Regions from separate parts of the Mus musculus genome. Here region 1 is linked to region 2. Evidence: chromatin contacts called from public promoter capture Hi-C data. All regions are on one chromosome and are shown on one strand. The core of a region is the stretch at or near the end of the contact, and the rest is flanking DNA. Distances in the headings are between cores, read along the strand shown.

Region 1 (3,315 bases), core at 638-3,137, 190 kb after region 2:
GTAGGAAAAGAGGAAGTTTACTGCAGATACTATATTAGGTGTTGTGTCCATCAAAGATATTGAATCAAGATGGTGTGTGTGTGTGTGTGTGTGTGTGTGTGTGTGTGTGTGTGTGTGAACATCTGTGCATCTTGTTCTAGGATTTGAATCCAGATCCTCATGATGTCAGGCATTCACCCTACAAACCAAACTATACCCCAGCCTTCTAATAAATCCTTAAATTTCCAAACAGCGTCTGGTCTGTGGTTCCCTTCCAGAGCTCAGGCTGTTGTAAGCACTTGAGGAAGGCCATACACTGATGCTCTTGAGGGTCAGACTGTCACCTGCCATCCATTGCTGGTGCCCCTCCCCCTGTATCTGTTTAGGCTCAGTTTGTGCACGAAAGTGACAGCAACAAGGAGGAAAGGGACCATAGGGGAAAGCAGCCCATCTTCTCCCCACGAGCATAATCCCTCTGGAAGGCGGTCAAGTGCTTACAAGAGTCGTTGGGGATGGGGACTTGGAAGGAGCCAACTTCAAAACAGATCAAAAGTGAGACTTTGGCTGTGGGGTAGCCTGCAGGACAGAACACAGAGGGAAGAGGAGTCCTCTTGTTTCCTGCGGAGAATAGCAACAGCAGCGTGCTTGGCCCTGGCCCTGCACTGTGAGACGTTCCCCAGCCCCTGGTATGCATAAAACATGGTATCCGTTCAAAACTCTAGTAATGTATCTATCAACTCTTCTGATACTTCTACAGAGGAACAAAGGTTAACTGAAGTAATTCCAAAAACTGCTAAGATATTAAAAGATATCAGGAACTAAACGCTAGTTACTTTTGCCAGCCACTTAAGACTGAGTGAGAAGCAGCCACCTCCCTGCTCACCCGGCAGCGACTGTCAGTTGTGACCCCATTGACAGTGTCAGCCAAGCTCGGGCTCTGGACACATCTAAAGCAAACATGCACGGGATAGCTTTCCTTCTTGCATGTGGAACAACTCACCCCTGAGCTACTGAGCGCTTAGGCAAAGCATCCTGAATGAGAAGCTCACCTCTGAAAGGCACCTAAGGCAGCGACGACCCACCCACGACGTGCCCAGGATGTCCACCCTCCGCCAAAGCAAATGCTGCAATCGTTTCACTGAACTTGCTCAGTGGAGACCTCACAAAATGCGTAGATGTGTCTGGCTGTCTAACTAGCTGTCTGGCTGGTTCTATACAGATCCAAGTAGGAAATTTCCTAGCAAGAAAATGACCACGGACTTGATCCATTATCGAGTCTTAGTCCATGCGTTTACCCTCCAGGGGCTATGACGTTCTGTGACACAAGAAAGACAATGCTGGGGACCCCTGCGCAGATAAGATTGTTTTTAGACACTGTAACCAACGCGGAGCAAACAAGCAAACAATAAATAAATAAATAAATAAATAAATAAATAAATAAATAAATATACCTTGGCTTTGGCTCCAGGGCTTAGTCCCCCTACTGGTGCACTTGAGCTACCAACAGCCTGCCCACCGTCTGAAGATGTAAATTTCTCCTAAAGAGCAAAGAGTAACAAATTTAGTAGAGAAAAAGCTGCTGCGTGAATTGTAAAGGGGAATGGCTAACAAAGTCTCTCTCTATATATATATCAGTGACATCTTTCCCTGTTTCCAGCCGGTTTCGGCTCCAGCCGGCAGGATTGTGTAAGTCAAACTTTGGAAACCTGATCCCACCTTCTCGCCAGCAAGTCCCCTGAATCCTAGAAATAGCGAATGCCTTTACTGACGGAATACTAGATCAAAATCAACAGCTTACAGCCAGTGACTCCTCAGAGTGGTTGGGGATCTCTCTGTAGCAAGCCGAGGAGCTCACGCACTCCATGGGACGACAAGTTTTCCTCCCGGGTCAGCAGCCGGCGAGTGGATTATTTTTAGGGTGGTGGGAGGCCAGCTGCTGCCTCCTATCGCGTTTCTCCTCCGCTGCGCTGCGCTGTGGCCTGGGGCGGACACTGCCGCGCCCTGGCAGGAAACTGCAGGCACCCCAGACGCCTGAGGCGGGGACCCTCCCCATCCAGGACCCTCTTCACCCCCACCCTCCTTGCCCGGATCATCCCTACCTGGGACCCTCCATCACTCCGGCCATTCCCATTCAGGACCACCCTCCCCCAGACCCTCCACACCACTCCCCACTCCTCCGGAGCTGCTCCTACGGGTGAGCGCAGTGAAGATGTGCCAAACTCACGCCATATGTGGATCCCCCAAGACTCCACCAGAAAGCGGAACTTGCAAAAACCGACCCCCAGACCCTCAAAGAGGAGGCTTATCAGATATGAAAACATGGAAAGTATCAGCTCTGCAGGCAGCCTTAGCTTTAGCCACCAAAAAATGATTTAAAAGTGCCATCCATTCGCCCAGCTTCGCCCCCAGCAGGACTGAGAACTGAATAGTTCATTCTAGGCAAAACAAACTGCCACCAGGCATGCTTGTCTCACTTGGATGGGCAGGCACAGGGCAGAATCTTTCAGTGACCCGGGGAATTTGCCTGCTGGTCCAGACTAATGGACCAATGGCACTTGTCTGAGCACTCCAAAATTTGAGTTTGATTTCAAGTTTCAGCATCAACAGTATTTTTTATTTGTTCATTTGTTTCATCGCTTTCACAAACAGATATAATTAACTCTTAAAATAACAAAACTTGCTTAAAACAATATCTATTGAAGGCAGACTGTGGTTGGTGTTCTTCTGAAATGCCATCATTTGGGGGAAAGATGCAGGGAGTTCAAAGCAAGAAGCAGACACATAGCAGGTTAGAAGCCAGCTACACACACACACACACACACACACACACACACACACACACACACACACACACACACACACCCGCTTTTGATATAGATATGCATGTATATGTGACACTCCACAATAACTTTTCCTCTGGTGGTAAGGGGTGAATTTTAAATTAAAAAAAAATTTTTTTTGAGGGGGTGAAGGTTAGACACCCTGGCTTGGACTCAAACTCGCAGTAATCCTCCTGGCTCAGCTTCTAGATTGTTACGATTACAGATATGAGCCATGATCACACTGGGTAATTTTTGGCCTCAGTAACTCTTGAATAAACTCTCGAGATTCCCAAGGGCCAGTTTTGAGTCCTTTGCAGTAATCAGTGTTCGTAGCAACCGTCCTGATCAGATAAAGGCTCGTCAGCCTGGCGGGCTGGTGCCTTCGAGGTTCCTCATGCTGTCCCTAAAGTTGAACTCAGCACCCCATGGCCTCCTGGCCTCCAGAAGTTGCTGCTCAGAAGCTGACCCCAGCACAGCATGCCCCAGAGGAGATGAGAATGGAGTCACTTTCTGG
Region 2 (3,469 bases), core at 305-2,804:
TGAACTGCTGTGGGAGGGTTTGGACAAAGCACCAACCTTAAAATGAATCCAGTCAGGCCCTGTGTCTTAGGCAGTTTCAGCTGAGTAGCCTCAACAGTAAGAAAAGCAGAGCCTCCCCAAAGCCTGCCCACACCAAGTTTATTTTTGTTAGTTGGCTTAAAATCTGATAGGCTCCAGAGAACATTAGGAAGGCCTGGAGTCCCAACGTTTGGGAGGTGGAGGTAGGAGAGTCAGGAGAGGCCAAGGTCACCCTCCATCATCCTGGGATGCTATCTGAAACGCTGGAACGTTGAAGCTGTCCTGAAAACATTTTAAATCGCTTTGGGGAATTTCAAAAGCGGCAGTGTTGAAGATCCAGCAAGCACAGGCAGATATCTAGACTGAAGTTCAGCGTGTATTCTCCTCCCACCCCCACCTCCCACAGTGATAGAGAATGAGAAGAAAATAGTTTGCGTTGTAGCAAGCCTGTGTCAAATCAGGGAGTTGACTGTAGAGAGAAAGGAACAGGAAAAAACACCCTCGCCTCAGGGTGCCCCCACATTCCCATCTCCTGTGGATAAGAACCAGTGGTCTAGGTCAGAGGCTAAGGACGACTCCGCAGAGAATCACCTATGTTAACTCTTAATGCCCGGGTATGGCCTCCAATTTCTCCATTAAAACCAGTCATATCCTTCACCCTACCCCCGACCCCAGGTGCTGTCGGAGCTTGTTCAGTTCCGTGACACCCAAGCCACCTTTCCTCCTGTGCAAAGCAGGTCACGAGGGAGACACCAGCGCACACCTCGATTACGGTCTCCAGGGGGAAAGCCTAGGCTTCCACACTTAGCACAAGAAGTAAACAAAATCCTAGCGCATCTAAAGAGGCCCAGCAAGTACCCGGCTGCAGGGCGGGCAGCGTGAGAGGGGACGAAGCCTGGTGTTCCGGACCGAACTTTCCTTTATCCTCATTGCTAAAATAGCTGGGACCGTTCTCCATCACCAGGTGCAAGACCTTCCAACCTTCACAGGGACCCACCTAGACCTTGCTCGGTTCCCCGGCCACTGGGCGCGCTGCCCTGGCTTGCGCCCCAGGCTGCATCGCAGCTGATGGGTGATGTGCTAACTGCCAAGGACTTGAAGAGACTAGGTTTGACTTACCTTACGTTACAAGTCTTTCTATTGATAGCACACAGGCCCGAGACCACCCTGTGCTCAGGCTGTACCAAGGTGCAGACCGAGTCGGGAGCTCAGCTGCGCACCTCTGCTCGCTCGGCTTGCCACCCAAAACCACAAAGAAGAAATAGGTAGGGGCATGAATGCTCAGGGACAAAGGCCCCAAAGAGTGGATGTGTCGTACGTAGCTCCTTCCTCCTGTTCTGCCAAACAATAACACCTCTGCACTCCCTACTCCCACAACACACACCCTGATGTTCAGTTAAGTCAGGTTTTGGGATCCTGGATTCAGACCTACCAGAAAAGAGGAGGCTCTGCGGCGCGCTGAGGCAGGGGAGCCACTGCAAAGTCAGCAGGCTGCTGCTCTGCGGATCGCAGACTCCGGCTCTACAAGAAGGAGGAGGAGGAGGCGGGGCCGCGGCGCTCCAGCCTCCTAGCTTTCTCCATTGTGATTGGAAACCCGAGACGGGTCTATCCCTCCCCTCGGCTCGTTCAATCTCCTTCAAGGACAAGGCTGGAGTGTGCACGCGCTCTCCCCCGCTCTCTAAAGTTAGAGGTCACCTTCCGCTGAGGCACTTATTCCGTAAACCTGCCTCTCTGGCCTTCTGTACGGTCTCCATCTTGTGCTAATAGAAACCTATGTCTAGGTTGCATTCCGGCTCCACTTTAGAGCAGTCGCCTTGCTTAAGATGCTACTGATACATCACTCCAAAAGGCCTCGGAGCTTCTGAACTCTTTTCAGAAGTGGGGGTTTATACACGCCTGTTATCCCAGCACTGGTAAGGCTGAGTCCTGAGGGAAGTCAGGAGTTTGAGACCAGCCTAGGCCTCTCCATTAAGACTGTTTCAAACAAACAAAAACAAACTAACCCAGAAGAGAACAGATTTTTGGTCATTTAAAGTTCCTTCAATAAGACAGTAACCGCCCCTCCCCCTCTCCCCACACCTAATTCAACTAATAGCTGCCCAACAAGATCGAAGGTGCCTGATTTCTGCCTTTCACAGTTCCTCCAGGAAACTGCAAGGTCCCAAGAAAAAGCCTGGCCCCAGGGAGAAAAAATAAGAACCCTAAGAAAGATGTAACTTCCCTAGGAGTCGCTGAGCTGGTACAGTGTGTGTGTGTGTGTGTGTGTGTGAGAGAGAGAGAGAGAGAGAGAGAGAGAGAGAGAGAGAGAGCGCTTCGCATAGAACCCAGGAGCTCACAGTTTAGCAGGGAGTAGCATCCCCAGCCCTGTAATTGTCTTCCCACATTCTTAGCTCTTTGTCTCATCCAGCCCAGTGCCCGGTTCCTTATTCCAGCATGGATTAAGCAATCAGAAGTGTTGTGAAAATTTAGGGCAGTTGTGTTTTCTTAAGATAAAATTGTTTCCCCATCTAGCAAGCTCACTGGAGTTGCTGTGTGAGAATTTGCCTTTTGTTTTCTTTAAGTGTGTACCTCTTGTCAACGACTACTAACTCTATAAATAGAACTTCCCTCTGCCAAGCATTGAAGGTGTAAGTGTGAATATAACTGTGCTCTTTGGGTGCTGCCCTCTGCCCCAATTTTACTGAAAATTTGGGGGAGTCTGGGTAGAGCTATCACATTACTGGGGAGTAGAAGGAATTGTAGGAATTGAAGAAAAGGAGACTCTTTGATAGAGATGTGACAGGCAGCTATGGATGGGACTTTGGGGTAGAGTACAGCCTTAGTGTTTGGGGTTTGAATCCCAGCAGTGAAAAAGAGTATCAGTACCAGGAGCTGAAGGGGAAGGGGTGGCTAGGGGGAATTTTAGGGAAAGAATAGAGCTTTCCATCTGCAAGGTAAATGCTTAGGAAACATGCAGGCAACAAGGGCTAAAGTTAAAGTATATTGTTCTCGGGGAGTGAGGCGGGTTATAAAACCGAACCCAAATGTAAACTGAAATAGCAAAAGAGAGGCTGGGGTTTCCTCCTTTAAAACTATGTACGGAGAATGTTCCTATGTAGGAGTAGTGCTGCAGGGACCAAGACACACAAGACAGGATGCCTGCTAATGGCAATGTGCACACTGCTAGAGGGTTGCAAACATCAGCAAGTGATCACGCAGAATGTGCTCCTGAGCGGGCGAGGTGGCTCGTGCCCTTAGTCCCCCGAACTCGGGAGGCAGAGACAGACAACAGGCAGGTCTCTGAGTTCAAGGCCAATTTGGTCTAGAAACGGAGTTCTAGGTCAGCCAGGCCTACACAGAGAAACACCAGCTTTAATGGGAGGGAGAGAGGGAGGGAGAGAGGGAGAGAGAGAGTGTGTGTGTGTGTGGATCATGGCATAGCTGCTCTGTGCACTAAGTAGGATTCAGGAAG

The links. Promoter capture Hi-C pulls out the DNA fragments that hold promoters and counts their contacts.
Region 1: a contact with region 2 is called in a promoter capture Hi-C map of liver, with 5 times the contacts expected there. The contact joins the promoter of Abcc9 here to the promoter of Ldhb in region 2. A contact is called at or near these places in 10 of 39 promoter capture datasets (the HPC-7 cell line, cranial neural crest, embryonic stem cells and 6 more), 1 of 115 datasets of contacts at active chromatin or transcription factors (embryonic stem cells) and 3 of 9 other capture datasets (adipose tissue, liver and pancreatic islet).

What each region holds. Positions count from the first base shown.
Region 1 is chr6:142,700,387-142,703,701 of GRCm38.p6, forward strand. Abcc9 (ATP-binding cassette, sub-family C (CFTR/MRP), member 9) reads right to left here and starts at 1,888. Exons shown (of 40, transcript NM_011511.2): 1 at 1,778-1,888; 2 at 1,431-1,517.
Region 2 is chr6:142,506,403-142,509,871 of GRCm38.p6, forward strand. It overlaps Ldhb (lactate dehydrogenase B), which reads right to left and starts at 1,555. Exons shown (of 8, transcript NM_008492.3): 1 at 1,451-1,555.